2 separate regions of the Danio rerio genome follow, and region 1 is linked to region 2. Evidence: chromatin contacts called from public HiChIP or PLAC-seq data. All regions are on one chromosome and are shown on one strand. The core of a region is the stretch at or near the end of the contact, and the rest is flanking DNA. Distances in the headings are between cores, read along the strand shown. Region 1 holds the start of cuedc2 (CUE domain containing 2). Region 2 holds the start of chst3a (carbohydrate (chondroitin 6) sulfotransferase 3a).

What was found. HiChIP or PLAC-seq counts read pairs in DNA pulled down with a chosen protein or histone mark.
Region 1: an H3K4me3 HiChIP or PLAC-seq map of embryo shows a contact between it and region 2, with 7 times the contacts expected there. The contact joins the promoter of cuedc2 here to the promoter of chst3a in region 2. A contact is called at or near these places in 3 of 18 Hi-C or Micro-C datasets (caudal fin and embryo) and 1 of 4 datasets of contacts at active chromatin or transcription factors (embryo).

The regions. Positions count from the first base shown.
Region 1 is chr13:33,315,460-33,321,323 of GRCz12tu, reverse strand. It overlaps cuedc2 (CUE domain containing 2), which reads right to left and starts at 2,320. Exons shown (of 8, transcript NM_001017994.2): 1 at 2,119-2,320; 2 at 1,888-2,031; 3 at 1,726-1,787; 4 at 1-45. The coding sequence starts at 2,192.
Region 2 is chr13:32,904,622-32,910,413 of GRCz12tu, reverse strand. chst3a (carbohydrate (chondroitin 6) sulfotransferase 3a) reads right to left here and starts at 2,257. Exons shown (of 3, transcript NM_001145571.1): 1 at 2,157-2,257; 2 at 1,773-1,959; 3 at 520-1,690. The coding sequence starts at 1,852. The coding sequence ends at 520. It also overlaps a transcript of cdhr1a not described here.

The DNA of each region.
Region 1 (5,864 bases), core at 1,071-3,570, 410 kb before region 2:
CTGAGAGGGGAAATTTACCTTCCTCGATTTTCATCTCTCCTGATTCTTACTCACACAAAGCAAAGATTATAAATCAATGTGCAGGATGTTTTCTAGTACTATTGTAAAGCGCAACAGCTTCATGTTTTACATTGAGACTACACATTTTCATCCACCTGTCAACTCAGATTTAAGGTTTTTTAAATAGCGTTTTTAATCCAATGGAAAGAAAACATCCAAAATACACTTTCAAAAGTTTTTTGGTTGCACATTATCAGTCTGTGTCTACATTTCAATTATAATACATATTTATTATTGTTGTTTTCTCAAAAGTGTGTTTTGTTTTTGATAAATCTTCAATTTACCAAACTTTAGTTTTATTCATATCGATCTGCAGTTTTTAATAAAATAATGTTCATGCAAATTTTGCCTGATTATAGACATTCTATAAACATTTTTTGCTGTCTGATCAGAGTATTTCAGTTTCTGATTTATGTAGTGACTGTAAAATGATTTTACATTTATACATGTCAATATATAAATGAAAGGAAAACAAGAATTTCAAACATCGCGTTGATCAGTGTTTACTAGAGATGTATGCAAATTAGCAGATTTTTAATAAAATAATGCTTTTTTGCATTTCAACAGAATATTTTAAAAACAATTCTTAAATGTCTACAGAGGGAAGATGGTGATCACCATCACTGAGGTAAAGTTGGTTTTATATTTGCACACTCAGACTCTCTCCTTATATAATTTCAGAAAAGTATTATTTACAAATTGGGCATCACGGTGGCGCAGTGGGTAGCACAATTGCCTCACAGCAAGAAGGTCGCTGGTTCGAGCCTCGACTTAATCAGTTGGCATTTCGGTGTGGAGTTTGCATGTTCTCCCCGTGTTCACGTGGATTTCCTCTGGGTGCTCTGTGTTCCCCAAGAAGTACGAAGACATGCGCTATTGACCTTATTCTTCAATGCGGAAGTGCGCTCGTTTTTGTGATAGTTTTAGAACTTCAGATTCAGTTGCCTATGGGAGAAATGACTAGGAATAATAAACGGCAGAAAACGATCCAACTACTCGCTCTACAAACAAGTGTTTGCATTACGATACATAAAAAGTAGAATAATAAAATAAGAAAGGATCAGTTTGCAACATCAAGTAGCATAACGAGCTGCTTTTAACCTCTAAAAATTAATGGAAGTGAATGAGACTGGAGGTCTCGAGCCAAAAAGATTCAAATGGCTACACCCACTCATATGCAGAGAATAGGTGAATCGGGTAAGCTAAATTGTCCGTAGTGTATGTGTGTGAATGTGAGAGTGTAAATGTGTTTCCCAGTGATAGGTTGCAGCTGGAAGGGCATCTGCTGCGTAAAACATATGCTGGATAAGTTGGCAGTTCATTCCACTGTGGCAACCCCAGATAATTAATAGGACTAAGCCAAAAAGAAATCGAATTAATGAATTATTTGTAAATTATAAACAGAGAAATAATATAAGCAGCCATGAACTATTAATGTACAACATTGTTCATAGTTAACTTTATAGTGTTATTGCTGTTTGGAAGTCATACTTTAATGTGACATAAGATCAAATATTCAAATTGGTGTGGTAAACTATATAGGGATAAAATGAACGAATTTACAAATACATAACCAACTTTACCTCAATATCTTGATATAATTCAAAAGCTTTATTATAATAATAAATATTATTACTGTTTTATTGATGAAAAAGAGGAAATTACCTGTGTCCCTGGCTGAAGTCAACTTCGCTGCCAGATTAAACATCATCTCGCAAACTTTGACACTTCAAGACAAACATTAAATAGTCAAACGCATCAAATTGTAATGGCAAAATATTGTAAATCTCAGTAGTTCTACATTTACAAGTCATTTTCCCAAATTACCTGTCGATATCAGAGAAACCAGGGATGTAGGCCTCCAGCATTTCAACAAACACCTCTACATCAAAGTTTTCCTCGACACTTTCTTGAGACCCCAAATCTTCCAGCACCCCGGTGATGTAAGACAGAATGACATCATCCAGAGTACTGTTTTAAACAAAACAGACGTTATTTTTCCACACACAAAATAACGGAAAAACCTTTCATTAAACGTACGAAGTGACACGCCCTCACCTCAGATCGGCGTGAGGAATATATGACAAAATGAAGTCGTACAGCGCGTCGTGGATTATTTTTTGGAGATCCATCCTGCCTGCATTTGGATAAAAAAACGAGAAGAGTCAACAACAGGGAGTAACAGTTGGTCAGAGATCCACGTGAGAGGTAAGTACATTGTCAAACCAAACTAACACGACAATTATACCGCAACAGCGTGTTGGAAATGCACAATATGCGATTATATAACATATCAACGTGAAGTTGAACAGTAGTCGAATAACGTTAGAGTTAATGACAGTTTCATATCCTGCAAAAACTTGCATCCAACTACTTTCTCATGCAAAGTCCAAACAATCTAAACACGGTTTGTTGTGCGGCATTTAAACAAACTGTATGCAGATTTCGTGTAGTTTTAAAGTGTTATATGTATTGGAAAGACAGTAAGTAACGTTAGTCTAAACACGGTTTGTTTTGCAGGCGATCTCCACAAACTGTGGAAAAGCAGCCGGCTTTTTAATAACGCGTTTAAAGACGCGGTTTTGTAGATAACATTTTAGAAATACAGTAGATATTTGACATCCGTTCTCTAATAGTCAGATAGACACATGTGATACTGGTAGCACGGTTTGTTTATCTGTGCTCAGTGGGGTAGCCGATGGCTAACTTAGCATAGTCATGTAACATGCGCAAAAGGCCTCTCGATGTGCACCTCACCTCTGGATGAAACCGCACTGATGGAAAACAAGAATTTAAAAAATCCTGATGTACAAATCGACAGCCTGTGTTGGCAAGCTGACAATAAATCGTAAAACGTTTAGCTAATTCATTAGCCCTACGCGCGGTCGCTGAGGTTCAAAACCTACGACGTCACGTCCGCTTTAATGTAAACACACCCTCGTGTCACTGTTTTGATTGCATTCAGAGAGTCGACGAAAGCATTTTATCCTACCTATACACTGTCCTGCTGTAGGATACTGCGTATTAGGCGTTATGTCTATAGTCGAGATCCACACTACCTTGGAGAATACCTTGGGAAATAGTTTGTTTCTACCTGCTGATGCATCACATGAATGTTTTTTGCATTATTTTGTGCTTCTTTAGATAATTGGAAAGTAATAGTGTGATGATTGTTATGCTGACTAATTGCAATATATTTTAATAGAACATTTGTTTTATGCCACATATCATCCACAATCAAAGACCAAAGTTGCTTGAGGCATTTTTTTTTATTGTTACCAATAGCAAGTAAAGACTAAATAAAGTTTAATGCACAGTTTTCATGTTATTGGAGTACACCATATTTTAAAAATAAATATTTTTATCTCTTTCTCAGTGAATATGAGTTATAAATATTGCTGCATTTGAATAAAACAGATTTATTAAGCAGATATATTTATTAAACGAATATTTTAGTCACAGAACATCTTTAGAAATGGAAAGATACATTTAAATTAATGCAAAATATTGCAAAAAATAAAACAAATTACAAACTACAACATTTCAACTAAATTGTATATATTTTTTGTTTCTCTTTATTTTTGCTACTTTTAAAATAATTTTTAAATTTGAACTACTAATTTTTGAACCATAATTATTAGTTATTTTGTTAGATTAGCTCCAGATTTGGTTTCAGTACTGACTAAACTTATGTATTTGCACAAATATGATATTGTAAGGCATGCTATAGAAAATTAGTAATTTAAATGAGAGATTTGTGGGGGTGGGAGAAGGGTTCACTCGTATATGCTAAGCGCTGTATGTACATGTGAAATAAACAATACTTCTAGAACTATTTATTTTCACATCTACTTTAGTAATAGTTAGACATTTAACTATAGCAATAGAACCAAATAACACCATATTAAAATTCATAAATAAAACATCTTATACATGAACAAAATGTGCACTTAAATGTTAGAGATGATTATGATATTTGTAGTATTTTTTAAATCACTGTCTTAACCTCTAATACCCCTTTTGTAATAATGATGATTGTTGTAATATTTTTAAAATATATTACACATTGATTTTTTATTTACATAAATTTATATTGGTGTCAACCTCTATGGTGTCAATTAAACTATAACAATAAAAGTAATTATGAATATGTTTAGCAAAAAATATTTTACATGAAATATGCTTTAAAATTTTATTAGCATTAGATTTGCTACTACGTTTTGTGTTTAATTGTGCATTTGCATTATGATTGTAGTCATATAAGTTATTTGCAGTGTAGATTGTTGCAATGTGTTTATTTCTCTTTTGGATTTGACTGATGGAGCGTTTTCACTTGAGCAGCCGTATCTATTTAACTCTGATAAATGCTTTGTGGTGTAATGGCATTGTTGTGTCCTAATTCCTAGCAAAGGATGTTATTTATTTGTAGATTAAATATTAAGCAGAATAGTCAAATAATTAAAGAGTTAAAAATGTCAGTTACTGGTCTGTTTGTAGTAGCGAGTGTATCCATGTTGTTGTTTTTTTCAATAATGCCCTCATATATGTCAGCATCTGTTAGCACACATATAAAGGGTAAAGAAGAGAGCTCCAGTGGTTTCTGGTGGTTCAATGTTATTATATCAGTGTATGCTGTCACGCCTCCTGATTACAAATTGGTTTCATAGATGTTTAGCGCTGCATAATTAATGCTTCATCACGCGTGTGTGTTTTATCCAGCTGCACTGTTTCATTATTAGTAGGGGGAAATACAGTACATGAGGCTGATAATGAGTCTAGGAGAAGACGCCTCATCTTGGCTGGACTCTTTGTAACCCTCATGGGTCAGTGGTGGAAGAATTGCCTTACAAAGTGAATGAATGCATGAATGAAACCCATCCCCATTCCTTATGTACACAGTGGATATATATTAAGACTGTAGCAGTGTGTTCATTTAGAAGTAGTAATACACTTTGTATACCCACTTGTATAATTAGTAGATGTTAGCTTAGCAAATGACGTTTATTCTGTTTACATTTGACGAGATCATTGTATTTTTCTTTTTAAATAATATTTATGTTACTTTTTGGCTCATTGTCATAGTCCGTTGTCAAAATTAATAAAAAGTTGAAACCGGCAACAAATCTGACAACTTTTCAACTTAGTTTTATTGTAGCCTGTTATTACCTCAAAGCTTTGGTGTTTGAATTATAGTTTAAAGGTTAAAGATGTTAAGTCAACTATTATCATGTGGTAGAGACATCAGAAAAGGACAGAAAAGTGATTTAAGCAACTTTGAACATGGCACGCTTGTTGTCAGACAGGCTGCTCTGAGTTTTTCAGAAACTGCTGATCTACTGGGTTTTTAAAATTCAACCATCTCTTAGATTTACAGAGGATGATCTGAATTTTTTTTTTCAAATATGCAGAAAACGGCAGATCTGTGGGAGAAAATTCTTTGTTTATAAGAAGTCAGATGAGAATGGAAAGACTTTAAGCTTACAGAAAGGCAAACGTAAGTCAAATAACCATCAAACTTTGAAACAGATGAGCTACAGCAGCAACAGCAGAATAAATGGATAACACTTCAGCTAACAACAGCAAACAGGCTATCATTTACAAATGCTCAACAAAATTGGTTGGTATAATACTGATAAAAGGATGCCTGAAATTCAAACGATAGGGTCAGAATTTGGTGTAAAGAGTATGAAAGTATAGTTCCATGCTGTCTTATATTCAGTACAGCTAGTGTAACGGGAACATTCTTTCCATACTTTGGGTCTTGTAGTACTGATTAGGCTTTGTTTAATCACCACAACCATCTT
Region 2 (5,792 bases), core at 1,008-3,507:
ACATGTTTTTTATGCACATTTTCAAAATTTATGCGCATCTTGGTGTTTTCATCAACCTTTTTATTATGCACATATCCAAAATTTAGACCACTTGGTAAGGAAGTGAGGTTGTTAAATGGTACTTGTGGTCATTGTAATCAACAAATAAATAAGTTGAATCTATTGCATTTTTATAGAATGTACTTCATTTATGAAAATATATACTGTGTATATCTGGATTTTAGCTCTTAACTCAGTCTACTGTTAAATGTGTATTTCTAAGAGACAAAACTTGTAATTACAATTACATGCAGCACTAACAAATCTGGTGTTTGTGTCATTATCTGTAGAGCTTAGCAGCACCAGTGCCACTGCTCTCAAAAGTTAGTCTGGAGCCCTGCCCCGCAAGCATATATAAAAATGAAGTATACTTTGGACTTAAGCAATGTCCCAGTGTGCTACATTGTGCCAGTGTGTGTCTGCTATGCATATAGCAATTCATGCTTGGTTTTCCTTAACCAATTCAAAAACAATTCAGGACTAAATGAATTGCTTTTCTTCCAGCACACTGAAAGATTTGTTTAAAAGTGTTTGTTCACTGTCTATAAACCTGTACCCAAAAAGTTTCATGGTCGGTCCACAGACTTTTTGTACAACTTGTGCAAGTTTGAATGGTATACTGAGCCGCCATTTCTCCACTTGTTCTGAAGAGTTTTTTTGGGTTGAATAGACTCCGTTTGCTTCTGATGCGTGTGTGTTCTTGAGGATCCAGTCCCTTGCTTGTGTCGTCATCGGGATGCCTGTGAAATTGTACATTTCTGCTGCTTTCTGCATGGGGTACCGGGCGATATCCTCATAACGTACCAACATATAGCGTTTTTTCAACCATTTGGGTTGACTTAAGCCCAGCTCGGCGGAGATTCGGATATTGTTACAATTTCCTTCAAGACGCTTAACCTCTTCATCCTCTATTGGCACTTCCCCATTGACAGCCCAACTTTTCCAGTTCTGGTACTTGCCAGCAAACGCCACCATCCTCGAAGCCAGGATAGCTCGAGGGTCTCGCACAAGCTGTATGAGTTTGACATCCAGCCGAGGGTCCTCTACTAGAGAACGGAGTGTGTCTAGTTGACGTACTCTAACTGTTTTGATCACCCTGTGATGTTTTGCTAGACAAGCCTCGGACGCCATGGTCAAATTAAGAGGCCCACAACGTCTTGTCTTGCAATGGTATCTCTCAAAAATGTACTTTACGACTGGAGAGCAAACTTGCTCCTCACAGAGGGCTTTGCTGGACTCTCTGCGAAACAGGGAAGGGGTAACGTGATCCCGCGGAGGAGGACTGATGAAGCGCTCCAACATTGAGAAGTTGCACAGGAAAAGATGCTGCAGGACGTCCCTGTACATCCAAACAGACATGCTGCCATTTGTGCCACTCGAGCCAATAGATAGCATCCTCTCCACATGCCAGAGTGGTTCGAAGAGGTAAAACATGTTGTCGCCCTGTTGGTTAAAGAACTCGCCCACAAAGGAAGATCCTGTCCGTGTTGTGGCCATTAGGAGGATGTGCTTTCGGCCTGCTTGACTGCCATTTTTACCATATATGCTCTCTAGATAGGAACTGTTGTACCCTGTTGCTACCAGAGTATTGGAAGCATTGTAGGGCACTGGATGCTCCTGCGTCCGTCGGAGAGTCAGCTTGTCTGAGACCCTGCAATTATTGAATCAAAGAAATAAATGTAAAACCCCTTAAACTGATGAACCCATATTTATTTATTCCAACAAACTCTCACCTTGAAATAATATTGTTTTCCTTTTCAATGATGACAAGTGCCACAATGCAGATGATGATGATTGCGTACTTGTTCCTCATCCTCAAATGAACTTTTCTTTCGGAAATCCCTCCACAGACTGCTATTTAGTCACTTCTGCCAACTGTTTTGGGTTCATCTCATGTCAGAACCTAGGTCTACAATTCATCTGCAATAAACAAAATCAAGAAGAAAAAAACACGTTTTGGAACCATTTCCATAGAAACATAACAATCCCACTAACACACCAATACTGTATATTGATTCCAGGTGGTGACAGATTTATAGCATTTGGCTCAGGGGAGTATAAGCAGACACAGACAATTTCAGCTTTGTTCCCAAACAAGCAGCCTGCACTGTCATCACCTGTCCAGTAATTCCACTAATGTGGAATGATGAAAGATGATCAGGTCCAACAGCACAACGTCTCAGCAGTTCACTGCTCACTATGGCACACAATTAACCAGCAAAAGGTAGTTCTTCTTTGGTATTATTGAATAATAGGAACCATTTTTTATTATTTTTTGTCTCTTTACTTTTAATCAAACAATTATTTGTATTGGTCATGTAAGGGTCATATATTAACTGAACTTCTAATGTTGTGGGTGAGTGCTGTGCATACTAATTACCATTTTTGCAGAAGTAGATAGATGCGGGTCCAAAATTAAATTCAGCTCTGCAGAAACTTCCTGTCTGAAGAGAGGTGTTAAAACTGAACACAGAACACAGAAAGATGTATACTTTGTTGTTGGGCAGAGAATTCATAGAAAAAGAGGAAGTATGCCGAAGGGGCGGCCAAGGACTGAACAATGACTGACAAGTGACGTTACACCAAAACTCCACCTGTTAAGATCGGTGGTGTATATATGCTGAAGTCAGGAAATATATGTTAGTTGCGAACCTCTTGAATGTAATTCTTGTATTGCATTGGGGTAACGTAACCCAGAGCTCTGTCATCGAATTATTCATTTGTATCCAATAAATTGTTACGATTTTTGACATTGAAGAAAAACCTCTCCAGACCTTTTCTCTTGAACACGCATGGAATAGAGATAGATATTCCAACAGTATTATCTTTTTTATAGTTTCATTTTAGTATTATACATTACAAATTACACATGGTGACAAAGTTAGAATTTGTGTTTACTTTATTTATTACTAACTATTAAATATAGATGTTTATATTTTATACTTTTAATAATGCTGAGAGTGACAATGGAGTGATCCAAAAGAAGCATTGGTACTGACTCTAGACAGCCCGCAGTCAAATGTCACTTCCTATTGCACCAAGACTGAAATGCTTTTATTAAATCCAAAGAATCCAGATGGTGGATTTTTTTTTGTTTGGCAGTAAACAGTTTTCATTTGTGACGAAAAGCTTAGATGTACAGGCTACAATAAACTTTGCATTGTATTATTTTGCATTGTTTGTAATAGCATTATAACAGTATTTATTTAATACACTATCTTATGAAAGCAGACAGTAACTATACTGTAATCCTTGGCTGTTCTTTCACTCCTGAGAGTTCAGGACTTGAATTCCATGAACCATCTGTTAACAGTCTCTGACCGCTTGTTGTGGGGGTAGTTTTTGTTTACTGTATAAATAAACGCTTGTTTTGGAGTGTAATTAACTAGATTTAGAACTGAAGGTTCTACAGAAGGCAAGAGTATATAAAGAAAAGGTAACACTTAATTGTGATTGTCCATTTGAGTATTAGTAGACTGTCTGCTTAATATCTGTTGATACTGCTCCTTCAACAGACATTTAACTGACTATAAAAAAATTTTGCAAGTACATGTCAACTTACACTAGCCCTAACATTCTACTTATAATCTAATGATAATTAGTTGGCATGTAGATGCAATGTGACTTAAATTTAACAAACGAACCATCAAAATTATGTGAGATCGAAGAAACTTTGTTATTAGTGACAGTGGCTATTATGTGAACTGCAGCCACTTATTGCTTGAGCTTGCATCCATGCGCATTTATGAATGTGATTCAATATACTCATGTTAGACTTATTTGTTCTTTATATAAAATGGCAATGGAAATATCTCTGGAGCAAATTGTTGGTTTACATACAAATATACACCGCAAACCTTTTTCTCGATAACAAAATAAAGAGACACTTGTAAGTGTTGGAATAATCAATTCCATGCGTGTTTAAAAAAAAAAAAGATCAATGGTGGTTTTTCTTTAAGGTTTCACATATTAGCAATTTATTGTATACAAATGAATAATTCGATTTACAGAATTTTGTTATCCTCAATGCAATGAAAATGTACATTCAGGAGCTGCGCACAGACTTTAACTTATATGGGCAGTTGATACTAAAAGGTGGAGTTTTGTGAAATTCGTCACTTGTCAATCATTCTCCAGTCCTTCATCGGCCGCACCCATACATACATCGTTTTTCTCTACGAATTCTCTGCACAACATTAAAAAGTCTAAACCTTTCTCAACTGCACATGTGTTCAGTTTTAAAACATCTCTGTGAAAGTAAATTTAGCTTCAAAGCTTAAGTTAATTTTAGACAATGCTCCATCTACTTCTGCAAAAATGTTTCATTAATCCTTTTTCTTTTCTGTATTTTTATTTTACTGTAGCAGCAACATTCTTTTCATAAAATCAGACTACATGCTTTCATAGAAAATCTAAAACGCGGAAGATTTTGATTTGAAGTGCCATTAAAAGTGTTTACGCAATGCCAAAAATTTAAATGATGAATAAGGCTTTAGTACATTTCTTAAACCATTTGCAAAACAGTAAGTGCATTTCTCAAAACAACTCGTACCAATGGCAAATTCTGATCAACATGACACAAGCAATTTATAATGTAGGAAACAGCAAAGAATTGTAGGTAATCATTTGCATAGACATTTCAAAGAAATGAGAAACTGCTTTATTGATGTGCACAAGTTAATCAATGATCTGAAGATTGAACAGGTAGTTTTGAGTTTCAATTCTGATCTGAGAAATATACTAAAGCCACTGAGAAAAACTGTAATGCATATCAAACAGATTGTTAATCTTTATTGAGTAAAAAAATTCCCTAATCTTAGATACCCGTTTCCTGTGGGATATGATAAAGAAATAACACCATTACACCTCTACAAATGAACCAGGCTGTTGCATTGCAGTAAAACCAATTGCTTTAGGGCATGTTTGACCCCAGATAACCCCACTGAATGGCTTTGAGTGGGTGAGCTGCTATAACCTGACGCAGCTCCATTCATGACTTTGTGTCGTTTAGCAGCAGTAATGCATGGTGTAAGAAAACCAAACAACACCAGTGAGTGGCTAAAGAAATAAACTACAACCGCTGGAGCTGAGAGAGGAAATACCTTTAGTGGCGCATCAATCATTCTTTATGCTAGCGTCTTGAATTTTTTTAAACCTACAAAAAGTTTCCTATGTCATGGCAAAGTTCCCACGATCCAGTGTATTTAAAGCATTACAAAAAACATTTGAGTATAATCAACAAAAAATGTGCTTCCCTATGCCTTCTTCCATTTGCCCACAGCATATGTTTAATTCCCAAATAATTTTGGCTGTTTCCACTGGGTGGTATGGTACAGTAGGCTTTTTGGTACCTTCTGAAAGTTAAAATGGCCATAAAAGCAAACCATACCACTTTTTGGGTACCCTTTCGAAAGGGCTCAAACAAACCTTGTTGTCATCTTGATGAACAGCCACAAAGCCAAGAAGAAGAACACAATCTACCCTGTGCCTCGTAGTTGTTTACAAGGCCGTCTGAAGCGCAAGTAGTTTCACTTCTCGTCTGCGCTCACCGCGCATCTATAATTAAAATAATGAACTTCTTGAGCTGATGATAATAACGTGATTATTAAAGTGCTTCTGACATCCAAGTCTTACAGAAATAGACAAACGTGAGACTGATGTGCGAAAAAACAAAGGAGAAGTCGAAATGATTCTTTCAGCAACCTAAAACATGAACACACACTGCCCTGTTCAACCATTATCATCACCTTTTG